2 separate regions of the Mus musculus genome follow, and region 2 is linked to region 1. A link is a contact called in public Hi-C data. All regions are on one chromosome and are shown on one strand. The core of a region is the stretch at or near the end of the contact, and the rest is flanking DNA. Distances in the headings are between cores, read along the strand shown.

What was found. A called contact is a pair of places that touch in the nucleus more often than the background predicts.
Region 2: a contact with region 1 is called in a Hi-C map of Sertoli cells, with 2.5 times the contacts expected there. The contact joins two enhancer-like sites. A contact is called at or near these places in 12 of 39 promoter capture datasets (the 3T3-L1 cell line, the C10 cell line, the HPC-7 cell line and 7 more) and 1 of 484 Hi-C or Micro-C datasets (Sertoli cells).

The regions. Positions count from the first base shown.
Region 1 is chr1:66,157,766-66,164,757 of GRCm38.p6, reverse strand. No RefSeq gene overlaps it. Among named protein-coding and RNA genes, the nearest start is that of Gm51629, 69 kb to the left of the region's middle. Within about 2 kb of position 4,032, at least 6 of the 459 cell types and tissues checked have an H3K27ac peak or open chromatin away from gene starts, as enhancers often do. A contact at or near this core is called in Sertoli cells, where this site is marked.
Region 2 is chr1:66,611,319-66,618,679 of GRCm38.p6, reverse strand. It overlaps Unc80 (unc-80, NALCN activator), which reads right to left. Exons shown (of 65, transcript NM_001368824.1): 29 at 6,392-6,592; 30 at 411-518. Among named protein-coding and RNA genes, the nearest start is that of Gm39655, 38 kb to the left of the region's middle. Within about 2 kb of position 1,344, at least 23 of the 459 cell types and tissues checked have an H3K27ac peak or open chromatin away from gene starts, as enhancers often do. A contact at or near this core is called in Sertoli cells, where this site is marked.

The DNA.
Region 1 (6,992 bases), core at 2,783-5,282:
GCACAGCATGAAACTTAAAGCCAGGGAGACCTAAAACTCTAGATGCCAAACAGGGGAGGGGAGATGCCCCTACAGGTCTTGTCAGTTTCTTAGAAGCCAAATGTTCTGTGGATAACTTCAGCTCCAAGTATCTCTGCTGGGAAACGAAGGGACTGTTAAAAAAAAAAAAACTGGAAAGGGGACCAACAGTCAGAGTACAAGTATGCCGGGACAGATAAGTATGCAGGGCTGGATTGCTCTTAAGACAGAAGCCTGTCTGCCTCTAGGACAATGGGAATAATTTAGAGGTTTTGGATTTTTTCACTAACACATGACTATTTTCTTGTATAGCAAGTAACAAGTCTTGTCTTATGATGATTAGACTGGAGCATGCTAAGACTTTAAACACCTCTTAGGTTTCAACTGCCTCCTCTTAGGTTTCAACTGCCTCCAGAGTTATAGGAAAAGATGTAAGTGTTTGTGATCCCACTGTCAAAGTTGCCATTCTTTTTCCTGTACTTAAAGCATGTTGATAATGCTTGGAATAAAAATAAATAAATTATAAGGACAAACAAATTTGTTAACACACTGGAGATTTTTTAAAAAATAATTCTCCCTAATTTCTCAGACTCTTATGCTTGCAAACTCAAACTTACCTAACCACACACACACACACACACACACACACACACACACACACACACACACACACACGAGACAGAGAAACCCTCACCTTTAAGCACCAAGATGCATTTAACTTATTACCTCATACTAAAAATAACCAATATAATTAAGGTAACCATTTCCATTTTGCGTGTCATTCTTCAAAACAAAAATCATACTGCTTGCAAAGGTCAAAGATAAAATCTTCTACTATTTAGAGGTCAAATAATTTTGAAGTGATTTTTTTACCATTTAGAATGAGTCTTTGATTTTAAAGTTATGAGACTAAGGAATAAAGTATAGTTTGCCATAAAGAGGGATGCCAAAAGCTGCCTATCCGTGTACACAGGCCCATCCCTAGTGCACTGTGAATTCACTGATGCAGAATGTAAAAATCAACAGAGGATGTGATATGCTACAAACAATTGTACATGCATGTCTCATATTAGAACATAGCATATGCCCCACCATGAGGACCTTTAATGAAGATATATTTGTTTATCATTATTTACCCCCTTTCTCAAGATTTCCATTTACCAGTTTAAAACCTCAAGCTTTTATTTTTGATATTATTTGATATTATTAGATGTTACCTTAGAATAAATTTTATTATGTTGAGAAAACTGGAACTAACTCTTAATCAACACTTAACATGTTGTACAGGATGAGTGAATTTTTGTATTATAAGCCCAGCAGTGTTTTTATTACACACTCTGTAGATTTTATCCTTTCAGGGGAATATTTTAGAGTTAAAATTACAGTCCTGATGTTTCTATAGGTTGAAATAATGAGATTGTTGGAGGGTGACTTTCAGCTGTCAAATCCAATGAAATTTGCTTCTTAGGGTAAAGCTGGTCTGTAGAGTGAAAAAGGAAGAATTTGAAATGAATATCTCAGACAAGACTGTAAAAGAGTAGAGAAGAACTACATATAAGAGTTGTTTCAGTTACTAGATTGAACTTATTTTAAGAGGCAATTACTGAACCTTTTCTTGATTGACATGCCATTTAATTCAAGTTTGTGATGTTAAGAATCAAATTCAGAGAGCTGGAGAGGTGGCTCTGCCATTAAGAGTACTACTGGCTAGTCTTTCCAGTGGTTCTGAGCTCAATTCCCAGCAACCACATAGTGGCTCATAATAATGGGACCTGATGCTCTTTTCTGTCATGCACTATGTATGCACACAGAACATGCATATATAAATATAATTTTTTAAACAATAAAATTGAGGTTTAAGCAATCACCTCAGTACCTCAGAGATGGATTTAGGATGTCACCAGATCTCTTTATTCCCCTTTCCAACTTGTCCACTTTGAATACATCTCCCTTTTTTTCCCCTATAAAATAAATAAATAAGGAAATAATCACATAGAGTACTGTCGCTACTATTCAAAAGAATGACCATTGTCGTCTTGCCATCACAATGAATGGCTATTTTTTAATGAAGATCTTTGAGGTGAAAGGACATGAACTTTTCATACTGTACTTGAGCACCAAGTTTATCAATGAACATCCATGTTTGTTTCTAAATGTGGAAACAACCCAGCTGTAGTACTACATCTGCATGAAAATATAAGTAGCCGTGAAATTTACATACCAAGATCAAAGTTTTCAAGCATCAAATCATGGATTAAATTTCATTGACTACTTATCAACTTATGTTTCTTTAAACATATCAGCCTTAATTTAAATGTCTATTTATATCAGTTACATTTGTACTTCTCCCTTTGATGTGCTGTATAGCAATTTCCTGAGAATTGAAGTATTCCATTCTGGAAGGCAGCTCTTTAAGACTTAGGAACTTTTAAATGGAGGCTTTTCAAAAGTAAACAAACAAGTCTCAGGAAGTCCCTGAAGCTTACGAAATGCACTAGGCTTCTCTATTCCCTCCTAAGGTTATGTAATTAGTAAGGATTACTAAAGAGATGCATTTATTCAGTCTGTCTAGCTGCCTATAAGTTTTGCAGACAGTTTCGAGATTCCAGCTTTCATAAATCATTACCATAGCTTTGGGTGAGGAACTGCCTTTAAGTCATCTGAACGATAGTAGTTAATACCCGACCCTTACTTCTATTAAGTAACTCCTAAAAAACATACTGGTATACGAAGTTGGACTGTGATGGTATCACTACATTGGTCTGTCATCTGTGGTGAGTTGTTGTTTATCTATGTCTCCCTAAAAATAGAGTAACACAACAAACATTTAAATTCATATGATTCGCACTGAGAATCACAGGTATTCACGTAATGCTTAATCTCTTCTACATAGGCTTATACAAAGTCATCCTCCACCAAGGACTTAGACACACCGAACAAAGGTCAATTTTTTTGACTCAAGTTGATGTTAATTTTCTGTAGAAGGCAATATCATAAGAAATACTCACGAGTCCAGGTTTGAGAGATTGTTCAATGATTAAGAGCACTAGGTGCTATTCCAGAGGACCCAGGTTCAAATCCCAGTACCTATATGGTACCTTACAACTGCCATGTAATTCTAGTTCCAGAGTATCCAGTGCCCGTTCTGGATTCAGCATGCACATTTGATACAGGTAGACATACAAGCAAAACACCCATATACATAAAGATATACAAAAGAATATTTAAAATTAATCTACAACATTTCAACATTTTTCAAATAATTATTTAGCTGTATAGAACCCAAACACTTCACATTAGTTAATACATAAAATTAATATTTCATTAATTAAAAGTTAAAATAATTATAAACAGTGTCATGTAAGTCCTTTGTTAAAAAAATTAACATAACCCATTCTCTATTTTTATGAGCATATAGTGTAAATTAATGCTTTGTTCAATGCAATGTAAAAAGTAATTTGAGCATTCAAGGCTCTGGGCGCTATGCAATATTGAAAGATAAACCAAATTTCCAGGCAAGCTTCAGAGGAAAATGGATTTCTTTAAACTATGTACTTTCCTCAGATCTTCTCTTAATAGTTGCCTTCATCAAATAAACACAGAATCCAGAAGCCAATTGGCAGTCGACATGTGAAATGCACACAGAATGTTTTAAATGACAAATGGAATATATGAATTCTGTAAGTCTGGTCTTTCAGAGCAATGAGTAAGTTACTCAGAATTTAAAATTATTTTTATTGTGAGTAAGTTAGCATAAGAGTTGTTTTCTGGCTGCTAATGTGTTAACTCCAGCAAAGTCTGTGTGAGGATTTTTTTTCTGTGCCATGTACCAAAAACATATTGTTCTCTAGCATTCTTTCCTTTACACAGATATTTCTTTAACCTTGGCATTCCTAAGTCTAGTTATTTTTTTCAACATTATCAGACATTGGAAAACTAAAAAATGTTCTAGCTTGAATTCTCCTCCCATATGTGGTATAAGAATGTGGTTGTCCTTATATCTCTGCTCAAACCTTTTATGAATATTATTCCTAGCTAGGTCATTATCTGCAGTATGGTTTTAGGTTTCCTTGACAACCACAGGATCTTAGAATTTCTCAGTATCTTTTTTTTCTCCCACTTGTCACATTTTACATTTTTGTTCTTATAATTAATCTTTCAAGTAGCTTCACTTTATCTTTATTTTCATGCTTTCCAAGTTAATTGCCCACATTTTCATATATATTATATATCCCATCTCTTTGATGGTATTAATTCATTTCACTCTCATGGTAAGAAGTGAACTGATCTGAACTACAAATGCGTAGGTTCCTCAAATGTGTTCGTTCTCAAGCCAAATAATTTATAATAAAACTGGAAATTCAGAAACTGAGATTGTTGCAGATGTCAAAATTTATATTATTTTGCTTGTTCTTAGATGTAAATATGAAATTTCAGTACCTGGTATAGCTTATATGCACTTTGCTTTTAAAAGATGTATATTGTTGTTGGTATTAATGTCAAATTGCCACAGATTAAAATCATATGAGTAGAGAGTCAAACCTGAGGAAGTGTCCTGGTTGATGGAGAAAGACCTCTTCCCCCATTGTGGGCTACACTTTCTAATAGCTGCTTAGATTTTAAAATGGTATTTGAGAAAGACCAAAGTATTGCACCTTTTGCCAGAGTTCCCTCCCTTCTCTCCTGCCACTCGGCAGATTCACCCAAGTGCTATTGCTTCCTTCACTTAGAGTAGAACCAGAATTTCTCGAGTTTTCATTGTGGACAAAGGACCCATGGCTCTCTGGAAACCTTCAGGAATTCAGGCAGGTTGGATCCAGTACCTATTCTGTGAACTAACGTTACCCATTGAGAGACCACACCCAGCCTCGAAGACTAAGGCACTACGTGGTTCTTGAAATCTATGGTGTGGTTTAAATTCTCTTGGTTCTGTTCCTCAGGGGAATCCTCACTAAAACAATGTATATTATTAAGTTTTAAAATTATGTGCACATGAGTACAGATGCTCTGAGGCCAAAGATTTCCCTGGAACTGGAATTAGGTGGTTGTCCCCTCGTAATAGCGCCACCGAAGTTTGTTCCCTACAAGAATAGAAAGTACTCAACTGTTTGGCTATTTCTCCAGCCCCTTATGTGTACATCTTGTCATTGAGATGCTGTTTCTATCAAAGTTACACAGTAGAGCATTCAAATAATGAGTTTTAGAATTGGGAAAAAGTCCTGAAATTGAACCTGTGTTATCTTTTTACTAGTCATTGATGTTTTTCATAAATTTACTTATGTTTGAATGTAAAGTCCTTCTTGAAGTGCTTAGAACTGTTTGAAATCATGTAAATAGCTAAGAGGCTTTAACTGAACTAGTTCTCCTAGACATGTTAGAAAAGTTGTTTCCTCTATTTTGAGTACTTTTATCTCACCTTTTTACATTTGATTTCTCAACTTCATTTTATAGCATTTTATAGGAAAAAAAATCAATATTCCATCCTTCTCTCTTTTGACTCAATAAGCCCTAAATTGTTTATTTTTCCCTTTCCCTTTTTGGACTTTAAATGTTTCATTTAGGTAAAGGCAAAGTAGGGGGCTATGAAGTAGGGGCTACGTACAACTTCTGAAATGGGATGTTGACATAAATACTTCATACACAGATTTTTTTTATTAGTTAACCCTTGGTCTTTTTGTTTGTTTTTTTTTTCTTGCACTTAAAATTTTGTATATTTTACCCAACTATACAAGCAAAGGAATCATGTATTACATCTGAAGCTACTCAAAGACCATTTTATTCCCTGCTATCTTTCTGAATGGGAGGAAGAGAAGAAAGGAAGACAGAGAGGGTAGTTGTAGTTTCCTGTCTTGGATGACATTTTCGATGGCAACATGACTTTACTGTTATGCAATGGAGACATCCTAGCAAGGAGAAATGTGTGTCATTCCAAGGGACCAAATATGTTAAATCTCTTTGCTTTTCAGGCTACTGTTCTTTACCCAGCTTCCATCAAACACACATCACACTGATTCCATTTTTGGACAGTTTTCCTCAGAAACAAATGTATTCATTGTGTTTGAAGTCTTAGTCCTCATAAAGATATAGCGTAGTTTGTGGTGTCTTCTTTTTTCTAATTATACATCAATGCGTAGCATGTGTTACATGTATGCACCGAATTCAGGAGGATTAATCATAGCAGCTCTGTTAGAACTGAAACCTTCCATGTTTGTATTCCTTTGATCTTCGTTGGATAATGCCTATCAGTGTTCTCTTAAAAGAGCTGGTGCCAGGGTTAATTATTTCAGACTTCTCTCCCAAGCATGGAATGTTCTGAAATGCCTAACCTTGGACATATGATAGACAACAGCCTTTCACACTCTGGTCACACACACAGTCAACACTACTCATTTTAATTAAAGTTGTGTCAATAAAGAACATGATTTTGTAACTCTGATTTTTGCCCCTAACATCTCAAGTAAGTGTAAACTTACAGTTTCTCACATGTATATCTTTATGTCACTGGGGAACTATTATTTTTATCCCACATTTTTCTTTCCTGAACTAAATATAAATGATTATTCAGACTAACATGAACGACTAGCTCTTCTGTGTCCTCCTAAGAATCTACAAGAAAAGACAGAAGTGAGAAAGATTTTGTGGAAAGAATGGACATTATAGCCCCAGTAATAAAGAAACAAATTAGAACATAGAGACCATATGTATGAGTTGAATAAATAAAAATTAGCATAACATTATAATGAGGCAATATACCATTAAAATATTTAATAACTAGTTGGTATATAGTTGGCACTTTATACAAAAAAACTCTTAGTTCTATTATTGCTATTCTGTGTGTATGCATACACATGTACATACATATATTTATCTACATGTTTTTGTTGTTTATCTTTTTGATTTTGCAGTGCTTGGCATTAAGCCCAGGGCTTGTCTCCCAGTGCTTCATGACTAAACTACACTGTTCTCCCAAACCC
Region 2 (7,361 bases), core at 95-2,594, 460 kb before region 1:
CATACAATAATCTTTTGAGATAGGTATATTTCTATAATCTTCTTTTCATAGATGAGATAACAAAGAAGGCAAATGAAAGTTCTTGTCCAAGTCTCAGAGAAGCAGACTCAGCTTATGAATCTAGATAGTCTAATTTAGGGTAGCCATTACATGCCAGTGGGAAATTAGCGTCACTGGAGACAGCAGAGTGGGTGAGATACAGTCCGCCCAAACTTGTAGGCCTCATTCTGTGGCAAATGACTGCCCAGCAAGAAGGATTTTTCTCCCCTTGCACACCAGTTAAGGGGGTGGGCATTCACGGCGACTCAGTGCCAGCTTCCATTTTTGTCTCACCAGCACTCATGAGCAGGGTGTACAGGGGCTCTTTCCTGTCAGTGCCCCATGCGTGGTTCTGATCGGGGAGCCAGTACCTGAAACCTGATGTACTTCAGCATTCCCGAGTCCTTTTTTCCTTCCAGGTTGACATCCGAAACTCTCTTCTTCAGGGAAGGTGTCCTCAGGCATGACTTATCTGAGCACTAAGAGAAGGTGACATGTGTATTGAAAGTACTGTTACAAAGCCACAGGGCTTTATGTCCCTCCCCCATCTCTCTACGGTACTATTCTCTCATTGAAAGTATAATTTTAAGTTTTGTTTTTTTTTTAAGACAGGCTCAAAGTTTCTGAAAATTATTGGTTTTGTTGAGAAAAGAGGGATTAGATATGATAACTAAGAAGTCTCTCCTTTACCTTTAAAGAAACAAGGACACAGAGGTGGACTGATCTGACCAAGTTGCAAAGCTTAGTTCTCGAACATGGGAGCAATAAAGATTTCTGATTTTTCATTTAAGGTTTGGTTATGTTGTGTCAAGTGGTTAAAACAAAACAAATTTAAATAAATGTTAATGCAGATCCAACACACTCTATTCCAAGGTACACGCTGAGGCATGAGGTCAGGGAAGACCTCAAAGGAAGTATTTCAAGTGTTAAGATGGAAAGGGGCAAACAGGGCTGTGGGGGAGGGGTAAATTGAGAGTACCCATCATATCAACATAAATTATACAGGTAAAGTGGCTTCTTGGAAAAAAAAGTATATAAAACAATAGCTTTCCTGTCAACTATGCCTTCAACCTGGCTTCAGAACAGGCTGTTTTGTTTACCCAAACAAAGATAAGACAATGCCTTCATCTTACTCCCAAGGTAACAAAGCCTGGAAGGGTTGGCACAGTTTGGAGAAGAGTTGGTCCTTCCTTATTTATTCATTCCTATTTCTGATTGCTTCCTGTTTTTCTGCATTCCAGCCTGTGCAGGCTCACACAGAACAAAGCTCATTTGTTTCACCAGGGTCATGCCAACGAAATGCTTTCTTCCTCTATGCCAAAGGAAAAACTAAACGTCTTAAGAATTTTTGGCAGAGCTTCACAGTGTAAGATGAAGATATTCTGAAAGAAAAAGCAAATCTACAAGCATCCCCATGACTCAAGAAACTCTCTTGAAACTCTGACAAAAAAAAAAAAAAAAATCCAAGACAATGAATGAATCTGTTCTGGGGCTGGTATGGGACCATCTTTTAAAATGAACTTATATTTAAAAAAGAGGTCAGAGCTCTAGCTCGTTTTTTTAAAGAAAAAGAATAAAAACTGTGGAAGTACATGCTTGGCAACATAAAACACTTGGGAATTATGCTGTATAAATAAATTATATATATCCCAATCATGAAAACCTTTAAAAATCATTTATAGCAATAGCTTCCCACAAAGATGTAGAGGTGTGTCTTCAGAAAAGACTTGTGGTATTTAAAAATTCCTTTGTGCTGTGCGTTTTTAACTCAGAAAATAATACACAAGCCTATCAGAGAATCTGTAAAAGACAGAAACTATAAAGAAAGCAGAAAATACCCATATTCCCAATTTAATAAGAGTAATTACTGGGTTCTGTTTAGTCTTCCTCCCTTGATGCATCTTAGCACATGATTGTAAATAATCATTTCACTGTGATTTTTATGCTAAGTATTTTCTGGGGGGCAGGTGGGTCATGATTTTAGACTTTTATAAGTGTATCCCTTTGTCCTCTGACTAGCCATTGTATCCTTTATGATAAATTGTAAATACTTCTTCTCCATTAAATTATAGGACACAGCAGTGTCCAGTTCAACGATAGAAACACTGAGTGCTGATATTAAAGCCAATGTGCTAGAAACCACAGAGTAGTGTTTTCTTCTGTCTGCTGTCTCCCCTGGGAAGAGTACAAGCTTGCATGTGGACTGAAGAAGCATGGTGGCTTCCAGGACACCTAGAGTGTGGCTTTCTCATCAGGGCCACATGCTGGTCACAGAATTTGGACGACTTTATTAGAGTCAGGCAGTAGATACCAGAGATGGAAACATGTGTAAGAGAGGCTTGGTGTATTTTGGGAGAATCCTGAAGTACCTATATGGTGTGATTTTTGACTCAGACAAAACTATGATGAAATGTTTTTTGGGTTTTTGTTTTTAAAATGAACCTCAAGACAAAAAAAAAAATCTATGCATTAAATAGAATGCTGCATTGTTTTCCATGGCATCTAGAAGTGGTTTCTGCAGTTTTGGATCTCACTGGACTACATAAATGGTTAGAGTTAGACATCAAGCAAGAATCTGTAGAGAAATCTGAGCTGAATAAACAAAGACAAAGAACAGAGCCCATCTCTATAGAGAACTACAGTTCAGCTGTTTGCTTTGGGATGGACACGAGCATACTGTTGTGCAGCAGAGCAACTGTGATCACATGCAGGAGATGACCTGTTGACATTTCCACCAGGAGAGAGAGTAGACCCTCATGAGGTTCTCTACAGACTCTTATGAAATATCTTGAGATTATAGGAGAGAGAATTCTGTTGCCCAGGAGACTTCCTAGTGATATAGCTGGCTAAGAGTATATAACTCAACGGTTCACCAAGCTGGGCTTGAATGGAATCCTTTCTTTGGTGTGCTGGCTACTTCTCTATACAGAGTGAATAGGTTTTTGTTGTTTTCAGGAAAGTTTATGTAGCAAGGACTTTATCCACTCCTGATGTGCTTCTACCACGGCACCTGAGTCAAAAGACACAGCCATAAGGGCTTAAGATCGCTCAGGGATACCGGGGAAGGCCAACTAGTGCTGTGCCTGTGTGTGTGTGTGTATGTGTGTGTGTGCATGATATGTATATTAATGTATCTTTCAAAATCATCCATACTTGATTGCTCTAGATTACATTTGCTATGCAAAACCAGCCTGGACTGGCCAAGGAATCCTCACTTATGGGATTTGGCTTAAACAGAGGGTCGGACACCAATAAGTTACTCTATTATAGTGAGAAAAGTTAGGTGCTAGAAAGAGTGTTACCACCTTGGAATTTTCAGCCTAAAGCATAACATGTACAAAGCAAGAGGAGATGGCTACAGGACAGAGTAGTTAACAGAGATGATGCAGAGAGGGGTAGAGATGAGGAGCTGCCAGATGGCAGCTTTGGTGATGTATTCCTTGGGGGTTGGCTGTTTCTAACTCTGTCCCTGGCTTCAGTGAATTTGTCTGAGTGGAATTCTGTTCTTTGTATTAAATGATTATTGATTGCAGAGAAATAATATTTAACTATTTAAAGTAATGTTGCTACTTATTCTTTGAATAATCCAAGAGTATGTATTATGTAACCATATGCTACGGGCTGAGCTAACATCTGCAGTTATGCTGAGAGCACATTCATGGTGATGGCTGCCCTTGCCTCCCCTTTAGGGAGACATCAAAAAAAGCAAACAGAATAATGGATAGTAAATATAAGCAAAAGAGGAGGCACGTGCCATGAAACATCATTCAACATGGAGATAACATGTACAGTAAAATTGGGAAAGTACTAATTGCTCTGCAGGGCTCTCCTGGCATGGGTTTCTTTATGCTTTAGGAAAGAACAGCACACCAATGGAAGTGTGATTCTTTCCAAAGGGCAACTAGACCCCTTGTGCTTCATACATAGTTGACATGCAAATTATTCATGTTTGTTGTTAAGTAGTTGTGTTTCCATCTGGCCTAGTGGTTGGGATATAATCTGCTCTTTGACTCAGAATAGCATTGGGAGTGGCTTTGGAAAAAAAATTCTGTAGGAAATCAGTCATCCTCTTGCCATTTGCATTGGCTTCATCGTATCTACCCATACTGGGTCCTTTCTTTCTGGTGGGAAATGCATCCCTGACCCTAGACTTCTGTTTGACTGACAGGAAAAGCTTGTTTTGTGTACTCCCGATCACTACAGTTGATATGAAGCAAACAGCTAAGAAATAACAAGCACTAAGTATAGTCCCAAACTTAGCTGAACAAAATACCCAAGACTTCCTTAGCTTTCAGTAGGTATAGAAAAAGAATTATAGAATTCTTTGGTATAACCTGGAATTGTAAATTAAAGTAAAAAGGCTTTGATATAAAAGCACCATGGTGAACAGTGAAATATTAAACATTGCTACATAATTGAACTACATGTTTGGTCTTATTGTTCATATTCTCAAACTGCTTGTAGCATATATTATTGCCCAATCTAAGCCCAAACCTGGACTGTAAACTCTGTAGTAGAAAGATCTTTTCCTCCTGCTTATTTTCAGTTAATAGCTTATCTGTTCTGATAAAGTTTGCCAATAGCTGGTGTATAAAGAATGCTTGCTGAGGTGAGCAGGTGATATATAAAAACCTCTTTGTGAAATCATTTGAGGAAAGCATCATAGAGGAAGCCATGGCATTCCGTGGAATGGTCATTTTGGCTACACTGTTCATGGGCAGGTGGCTAACTGGAATTTTCCTTGACAGGAGGAAGGCAGTCATGGTCACCTTCTTCTGCTAGCTCAACTGAAAGAGCAGCTTAATGCTTAGAAATGTGATAGGGTGCTACATCCACTCCAGTAGTGACAAGCGCAACAGGCCCCGAAAACCTGGGCGCTGTCCTGAGGAGAAAAGTTCATGGAAACTTAGTCTCCTGGAACCATGGCATCCTGTATAACTAATGCTCCAGTGTCCTTGCTTTAGTTGGTAAACGGATCTGTGTGCTTTCCCTTAATATTGCTTTATTTCAAGTGCTCCTAAGGATTGATACTTTGATATATAGCTAAGTTAGATTCTAGGCAGTCCTTGATCTGACCTTGGGCATGGATAGCTAAGTCACTGCCCTACACAGGAATTTACCATTATCTAGGAAGAAGGAAGTTTGTGACCTAAAGAGGAACCAGAGTGATTACTTAGAACTATAGGTAGCTGAATTACACCCATACACAAATAAGTATTTACAATGGTCCAGGGGGATGGTGGACTATACAATAGACTAGAGTAGGAACTATGGCAAGGGCACGAAGCCCTTGCCCCTGGCTTCTAAGATTAAGTGGACCTTAGGTGGAACTGCTTTTGATCCCAGTTATTAACATTGAGTTTTACCCCAGTTGGTTCCTGCCAGTTCTTCCATATTTGTATCCCTTTGTTTTGTGTAAGAATCCAGTAACCTCTTTGCACCTTGCCAGTGTGTCACCCAACTTCCCTATTTTCTTCTGTATAAAAAGTTTGATGTTTGATTTGACAAATTACATTCAGATCCACACTCCCTTGTGTCTGTCAATCCCCGCCAACTCCTTGCCCACCTGCTCCAGAGACTCGTTCCATGCAGACAAGGGACCCAGAGGGCCTGCGGCAATAGGGTCTAGAAAGACTTTTCTTATTGTGGTTTGGCTCATCTGTAGATGGGTGAGTCATTTATTGCTTATATTGCTTCATAATGCATACTTCTATTTGCTCTCTTTTGCTGCTCCAACAAACTACCCAGGGCTTAAGACACCCCAGGTTTGTTAGCTTCACATTTCTGAAGGTCAGACATTTCAAAGGAACTGGAAGGATCCAGTGTGTTTGGAGACTTTCTCTGAGTCTGGAGTTTTCTAGCTTGTTTGGGCTCATGGCCCCTCCCAGCTGTCTGCTGTTGGCATCTGCTCTGCCCCTGACTCCCAGAAGTCCTTTCTTCCTATATGATGGGACATATAACTACACTGAGCCAATGTGGACAATTCAGGGCATGGCTTCACTGTAAACTCCCTAACCACACACAAAGTCTTACTTGTCATGTGAGGTGTTATGTTCACAGGTCCCACGGAGATGGTATTCTTCCCAAGGTTGCTCATCATCTCTCTTACTATCTCTCTGAATTTGTATTTATAAGGCAAAGCCTGGAGAAATGTTTCATGTTTACGCACAAGCACAGACGGAACATCTGCCTGTCTTGCACATATATTCTGTCTTTTCTTAGAGCCTCACAGATCCATTGTTCGCTACATTTGGTTTTGCCTGACATTTTATTTCCAGGGCAGATAAGAACATCACTATAAATTCATCTTTTCTCCTGCCCTTGGTATATTACCCGGTGACTGCTCACTCACCTCTTTCTGTTTCTTGCCCCTCAGAGCCACGTTGCTGATGTGGTTGCTCTCACGCAGGGAGTCCACACTGTCCCCATACAGCAATTTAATGGCCCTGACCAGCCGGGCACAGGAGCGGCTGTGGTGCAGGTAGCAGTGTGGATGGCAGTAGTCCACATGTGTACAAATGAAACTTTGTTGATTGCAGAGTAAGATCATGACCTGGAAAAGAAAAAAGAGCCCACAGATTTAACCAGGCAGTGATGGAACAGAAGCATGGAAGAGGGAAAGCAGAAAGTCAGAGCTTGAACTCTTAGTGAGCAAACAATAATCACTCAGTAATTCCCATAGGACAATAGGTAGTCTCCACTCACTTGTCCTTTGTTCTCCCTCCATACATAATTGATAAAAGGATCTGTCAAAGACACTTAAACATTGCGTGTGAGGTATATGACTTCCAAGTAGTTTCAAGAACCTTATCCCAGCACTTACACTGGGATAGATAGCCAGACAGAGTATTCAGTGCTGAATTCAACTCCAGAGTTCTCTAAATGACCCTGAATACCAGGGTGTACCCCAAAATTACTCCCAATATTACTTTCCAATAGTGCTTGGAAACACTTCTGCACCTTCACTCTGTAAGTCATATTGTAATGGAACTTGAGCCCCACCACAAATCGACAAATGGTGGCTCCATCCACACAGTTGCTACTGTGACTTTGAAGCAATTCTAGCTCCCTCTTTAAAAAAAATAGTTTTAACTAGATTTCCTATTAGGATTCTAGAAGTGCTCTTGGCTGATTTAAAGGATATAGTTATTTTAAGATAGAAATGACGGGCCCTGAATTTGCAACTGAAATTTGCAAATTGAAGTTGCAATTCTGGTGCCCAAATTTAGGGCCTTGTACATGCAAAACATATACATTTTCATCACTGAGCTACCTCTCTTCACCCCAGGTTTCTGGTTTGTGCCTATTTGGCAGTGCTAGGG